Regions from separate parts of the Sus scrofa genome. Here region 2 is linked to region 1. The links are chromatin contacts, called in public promoter capture Hi-C maps. All regions are on one chromosome and are shown on one strand. Each heading gives the region's core, a stretch centred on a gene start, on an enhancer-like site or on the middle of the called end of the contact. The rest is flanking DNA. Distances are from core to core; before and after follow the strand shown.

Region 1 (3,337 bases), core at 92-2,591:
TTGGGACACTCTGTCAGGAGAGAACACAGAGCAGGGTGGTCAGGAATGGAACAGGAATCACTTGAACTGGCCACAAATAAGATTTTTTTTTTTTGGTCTATTTTCTAGGGACACACATGCACCATATTGGAGTTCCCAGGCTAGGGTTCTAATTGTAGCTGCAGCTGCCAGCCTACACCACAGCCACAGCAATGCCGCCTACACCACAGCACACCACAGCTCATGGCAATGCCAGATCCTTAACCCACTGAGTGAGGCTAGGGATGGAACCCATGTCCTCAAGGATACTAGTCAGGTTCATTACACTGAGCCACAACAGGAACTCCCAATAAGATCTTCTTGACAAAGTAATAAAGTACTGCAACGTGCTCTGAAGGAAACAGAACTTACAAAATAAGCTAATTAATTTTTAAAGGAGTAGGGGAGCCCATCTTTAGGGCAGCCATAATCTGTCCTGAGTATTTTAAATCAGAGGTCGTTGGCTGGTCACCCACAGGCAAAACCCAGGCTACTCAGTATCAGTTCACATAATTGTTTATTCAAAATTTAAGTTTGGGATTTCCCACTGTTGTGCAGCAGGTTATCGAATCTGGCACTCAGATTCGATCCCTCACCTGGGAACTCCCATATGTCACGGGTGCGGCCCTTAAAAAAACAAAAAAAAAAAATTATTTTGTCAACAACATGGAATAATCAGGACATGCTCCTCCTAAAATTTCAGATACTTCCTCTTCTCTTTAAAAAATAAAATCAAAAGATCTAGAAGCACTGAATCTATATTTTTATATTTTATTTTTAAATCACAAGGGCTAAGGAGTACTTGCCCCTTTTAGATGGGACATGTTTTTTTAGTTTGCCAGTATCCTCAGCACTCTCTCTTTTCTCCACTAAACAGAGAGTAAAGTGTGACTTGTGACTGAGTCTGTGCAATCGTGACCTCTGGAGCCAGACTGCCCGGGTGTGAACCCTGGCTTACCACTTACTTTGCTGTTTAACCTTTGGTAACTTAACCTTTCTGGGGTGTCTGTTTCCTACTTCTCTGTCTCTAAAATGTCTCACATGTTACTGGTGTCCCTGTGACATGTGGCTGATTTTCCCTAATTTGTTTATCCAGTTCCTGTAGGCCTTTGAGGTAGTTACCCTAGTTCAGATACTTACTCCCTGAGGGTGGAGAACTTAATGACCTTTTTAGCACATTCTTGGAGACCAGGAGGCCTGCCAACCAAGACAATATATTGGGTTTCTTCCCAAAATATTTAGTCATCTAAAGTCCCAAGCCTATTGAGAGCCAACTTCCTGCTCAACCCCAATCAACAACCAGCATAAACAGAGGTACGTCACCCCACTGAGAGCCAAGCTGAAGGGCTCTGCTTCCCATCAACCGCAGATGTCTGATGAGTGACTTCACTCTGGTAAACTCTCAGGTGTGAAGTAAGTAGGCGTTTGTATATATGAGTATGATAGGTCTGGAGAGGTGTCACACCTACTTTCCACACTGTCTCCCACCTTCTTCTCTAAACATACACGCTACGCTCACCACACTCTACCCCCAAAATAACCGCCACCACAACCCAAGCTGTCTATTTCCCATCCCACCAAATTACAACCTGTCTATAATTAAAGGAATGTCGGGAGAGAGGCTGTGAGGTTCCAGCATCTGCGTTCCCAGGAGCAAAGAGAAAGCAATTATGAATTCTGGGAAAGCTGTTATGAATTCTCTGGAAGACTGAGGTAGGGCTGACCCACAAACCTCAATGTGGACTCTCTTCAGTTCTGCATGTCAGCATGGGCAGGACAGGTAGAAGGCCAGGGAAGTTTCGGGGGTGGAGGTGAGGGGGAATTAAAACTGTTAACTGTCTGCCCTGAAAAGGGTGGATGGCAGGCTTCCTGGAAGCAGACACAAGACCAAGTGGTCTCTGGAGAGTCCTCCAGCCACAGTGATGAGGACCCACAGCAGGTGATGACCCAAAGTCATGGCAGACAGGGCAGGGTGAGCAGACTTGACAAACAAAAGGACAGGAAGTCCAGTTAAATCTGAATTTCAGATAAACAATGAGTAACCTTTTGACATCAGTATGTACCACACTTTGCAGGAGAAGTATTGTATGTTACCAGGCAACCCCACCTAGGAGTGGTGAGGGCTCAGCTCAAGGGAGCTCATGCCCTGGTGGCTGAACACCACTTGGCCAATGTCAAACTCCTTGGTGGTGCCCTCTTCAGTGCCCTTTAGTGCCTCAGCCCTTCAGAGAGAGCATCTGCAAGAATATGAGGGGAGAGAATGGGAATACTCTCTGAGGTCTCAGATGCTACCTTCTACTCAAAGCCAGAGGCCCTGAAAGGGATTGGGGGTTGGGGTGAAAGGAGAGGCAGAACTTGGAATTCCAGGGCAGCCAGATTAGGAAATGTGAGTCTGGGATCGCATCTCCTAATGTGGAGGAAGGGGTCCACTGGCCTAAAAAGTTACCCTCACTCTGATAACTAGATATTTGTTATCACCCCAGTTATCATGTCTGTTCCCCACAACTCCAGGCAGTATAGTCCAGTCTCAGAATACCAGGTCAAGTGATTTTGGTAAGTGAAACAGCAGAAGCACCAGTGGGATTGTTACAGCAAAGAGATGAAGAAATGTTAAATCCCCAAAGCAAGAACACGCTGCCCTTCTGTCATGAGAAGGGACAAAGGTACACATAGGGTGGATTTGGAAAAATCCATTCAATGTGTTAACCTGGGCGGGCGGGAAGGAACTCCTGGCCAAACTAATTCACACCTGCTCCCCAACAGATACACACCCAGACTCTTCCCTCTTCACTTCCCCCCATCAGAATTCCCTTGGGTCACAAAGTAAAATTAAGGTGATGCCATTGCTTTACCTTCTCTCTTATAAAGGATGAGAGCTCTCAAAAGGCTGATGAACGATAATCACAAATGGGGACCCCACATTCACATCTACCCATGGGGACAGCAACACCCTGGATGACGCTGATATAGCCCTTTTCCCACTTTCATACCCTTCCTTCTCCAAGCAGCCCAAATTCTTCCAACAGATATCAAGATGTATGTTACATCTGCCTGTCTCCTAGGAATAATCAGTCCTATTAATTCACCCAAAACCCACGAGTTAAGTATTTTCTCCATCAATAACTAAATATGGAGACAGAACAATAGATAAGAAAGACACCATCCCTGTGTTCATGGAACGTATGATCAATGGAGGGAGGCAGGTGATTAAAGAGGCAATTTAATAGTGTGGTGAAGCTCATCTAAAGGGAAGCACCACTGCTGTGAGAATTTGGTGCAGGAAATCTGGTCATTGGAATGGAGGCTGGAGGAGGTCTGA
Region 2 (3,335 bases), core at 536-3,035, 53 kb after region 1:
AGGCTGGCGGCTACAGCTCCGATTCGACCCTTAGCCTGGGAACCTCCATATGCCGTGGGAGTGGCCCTAGAAAAGGCAAAAAAAACAAAAAAAAAAACCAAACACTCTTTTTCTTCACCAAATGAACCACGCACCATGCTAGGTTCCATCTTGTTACCCTACTTCTAAAACTGTAAGAAAATATAATGATTAGACTCAGACATCTTTCTGAAATTCAGGAAGTTGTAGATGTAAAAAGAAAGCAAAAAAAAAAAAAAGTTTTAAATTCATGAAAAAAGGCATCTGTGTAGGAGAGAGGTGAGTTGCCTCTGGATTTCTCCATTACCCCCATCAACAGCAGACAGCATCTGAATCAAGGCTCTAACCTCTCCCAGGGCAGAATGACGGAGATTCATAATTTTGTGCCATTGCAGAATAAAGGCATCAGTTGACTTGTTTGAGCATTTATCACATAGGAAGCCTCGGCAGTAATAACTTAAACAGCCCCCTATATATTATTTGTAACTCCTTCATCAAGTTATGGATCATAAATTGTGGTGATGGTTTCATGAGTCTATAATTATATCCAAACTCAAGTAATATACATTAAATATATACAGCTTTTTGTTGTCAATCATACCTCAATGAAGTGTTAAAAAAAAAAAAAGATACTGTTGCCCTGTCAGGTACAATCTCTTATACACGAGTCATCAAGTCTTTCTGAATAATTATTCTCCAAATGGGCTTAGCAATAAATCTTACTTTAAAAAAATATCCTCTGCAGGCTCTAAATTGCTTTACAGTGAGTACCACTCTTTTCTTTTAAGGTAATATGTGCACACCTGTTGAGTCCTCTGCAGAGGAACGTTGCTGTGTATCAGGAGCCAGAGTTCTCCCTGGAAAGGTCACTCGGGCTCCGGAAAGACCAAGGGCAGCACCCCCGGGCTGTGCTCTGCCCCTCCCAGCACCAATGAGGCCGAGTGCCAGCTGCCTCGGCAGTTGATAGCGGGTGCAGCGGCAAGACAGACAAAGCCAGGGAGCCAAGCCAGCTCCAGGGGACCCCTGGTGTGGCTGCTCGCCTACACCGGAGACCTTTTCGGATGCTGGGTTTGTCCCGGAAGCAGAGGCACGGCTGCCGCCCAGGGACCCTGTAGGAGGCAGAGCCCTCATCCTCCTCAGAGTTGCTCCCGCTGGGAGCCACCAAGTAAAAAACAAAAATTTGGGAAAAGTATAACACAAAGAGAAAAAGGAATGAGGAGTAACGGGTAAATCTGCGCGCGCACGTTCTCTTATCCGAGAAGCACATCCCTCTGTCAAGATGCGGACCAGCTCTGGGAAGCCCCAGCTCGCCTCGGTTACCGGACCCAGTCTGCCTTCGCGCGGCCAGGACCACCTGCGACGCGCGCAACCCGGGCTGAACTCGGGGCTCAGAGATGCGCCCCCGGCGCCGCGCTCGCCGACACCGCGAGCAGGCGCCTAACCTCGCTAACTAAGGGCTCGCTTCGGCGTCGCGGACGACCCGCCCCTAGGTAGCCCCTCGCCGTTGCCACAGCCGAAGGTCCCCAGCCTGGCCCTGAGCACTCCGAGCTCAGCCGCGCAGGACCCGCCCGCCCGCTTTCCCCGCTCCAAGTCTGCACACGCGGCTGCGGCAGAATGCGCGGCACGGCTCCCCGAAGAGCTGCGTCCCGCCGCGCGGGAGCCTCACTCACCTCCGACGCCGACGCCCGCCAGCGCCCCCACCACCAGCACAGCGGCCCAGAGCGGCCGCGCTCGCATCTCGTCCACCCGCTGCCGCCCTCCGCCTCAGCTGTGCCCTCCCTCCCCACAGCGAGCAGCGGCGCCTGCGGCCGCTTTTCCCGCAGCCAGAGGGGAGGGGACGCTGTGGGTGGGACGCAACGGGGCGGGCCGTGGACTTGCGCTTCCTCCCCTCAGGTCCTTTGCTGGACCCTCCAGAACAGAGAGGGAAGTTGGAAACCGTCGCTCCTCTCTCGCCGCCTCAGCTCAGCCCGCGAGCATCCGCCTGCCTGCAAGTCAGGCACGACTGAGACCCGGGGCGGGCGAGGGCGCATCCTCCACAGATGTCCTGGTCCCAGGGTCCGCGCTGGCACCTGGTATGCTTAGAAAATCCAGGCGCCTGTGGCCCCTCTCCGGACCTAGGTCATCTCCCCGGAGACGCCCACGTGGCTCTTTTTCTTTCTTTCTTTCTTTCTTTCTTTCTTTTTTTTTTTTTTTTTTTTTTTTTTTTTTCTCTCTCTCTCTCTCTCACCTGAATTCTCCTTGGGCACTTTCTGTCCGAACCTTGAGTTTCATTCACTCACATATTCGTGCATTTACTTGACAAACCTATTGAATGCCTACTCGGTGCCAGGCACGGGCTTAGTCCTTTATTATTCACTAATTTTTATCTGGGGAGTAGTTTGGTTTTCCCGTAGACCGTAAGCCTCTAGAGGACAAAACCACATCTTAAGTTTGTGTGTGCAGTTGAAGTCCACAAAGGGACTTTCTCTTCAAATGCTCGCTCAGAGTATCTGATAAAAGTTTCAGAACACAGTCAATATATGGCCTCCATGCAAACCTACAGGCCTTGGAACTTTACTGCATTCTCTTCAAAGCCCTTCTGCTTTTCCCCAGTCCTGCCTCATAGACTCTGGGTCTTCCCCAAACTAGAAACTTCAAAGTTCAAAGAGGCAAAATACTAGGGCTGTGAACAGGAGGCCACCAGGGACAGGGGCGGGTGCAGGCTGTCTCAATGGATAGCTCTAAGATGATTTAAAAAAACAAAAAACAAAAAAACAAGGCCTGAAACATAAGGCAGAATTTGGATATCTCTCCAGTTCCTGGGCTCCTCTAAAGGCTTTATGGCTGCCTGGAAAACCTGTTGCTTCCTCAAGCCCTCAAGACACACAAGATGCCTGAAAACTGGCCCTGGCTCAGATCTCCAGCCTAGCCCTAGAATATACTTAGCATTCCCAAACACTCCAGGCCTTTCTATCTGACTGATCTTACTTCTTTTTTCTGCTTGGAAAATTCCACTTATCTTTCAAAACATCTCAGATGTCACCTCTTCCAAGTAATCTTGTCTGATGCCCCCACCCTCAGCAAAGGTGGGCATTCCCTCCTCAGACCTCCCAATACTAGGATACACCAAAAGAACAGCATGCATCAGCAGAAATGTCAGGAGGGATTTGCAAGGGGTCAGGGGAAAAGCCAGCCCCCAAAGGGTAGCTGGGCTTCCTCACCTGAGCTCCATTAACCTCTCCTAGCTGCTGGAGGGCCTCCAGGTCAGAAGCCAGTGGCCCCGTGCAAAATTCAGATCTCACAGTCTGATTACATCTCTGCCTAGATATTTACATATT

The links. Promoter capture Hi-C pulls out the DNA fragments that hold promoters and counts their contacts.
Region 2: a contact with region 1 is called in a promoter capture Hi-C map of liver, with 3 times the contacts expected there. The contact joins the promoter of ITGB3 here to the enhancer-like site in region 1. A contact is called at or near these places in 1 of 5 promoter capture datasets (liver), 5 of 47 Hi-C or Micro-C datasets (embryonic fibroblasts, liver, skeletal muscle and 1 more) and 1 of 2 datasets of contacts at active chromatin or transcription factors (skeletal muscle).

The regions. Positions count from the first base shown.
Region 1 is chr12:16,698,265-16,701,601 of Sscrofa11.1, forward strand. It overlaps ITGB3 (integrin subunit beta 3), which reads right to left. Exons shown (of 15, transcript NM_214002.1): 14 at 1-10. Among named protein-coding and RNA genes, the nearest start is that of ITGB3, 52 kb to the right of the region's middle. Within about 2 kb of position 1,342, at least 9 of the 83 cell types and tissues checked have an H3K27ac peak or open chromatin away from gene starts, as enhancers often do. A contact at or near this core is called in liver, where this site is marked.
Region 2 is chr12:16,750,443-16,753,777 of Sscrofa11.1, forward strand. ITGB3 (integrin subunit beta 3) reads right to left here and starts at 1,786. Exons shown (of 15, transcript NM_214002.1): 1 at 1,689-1,786. The coding sequence starts at 1,755.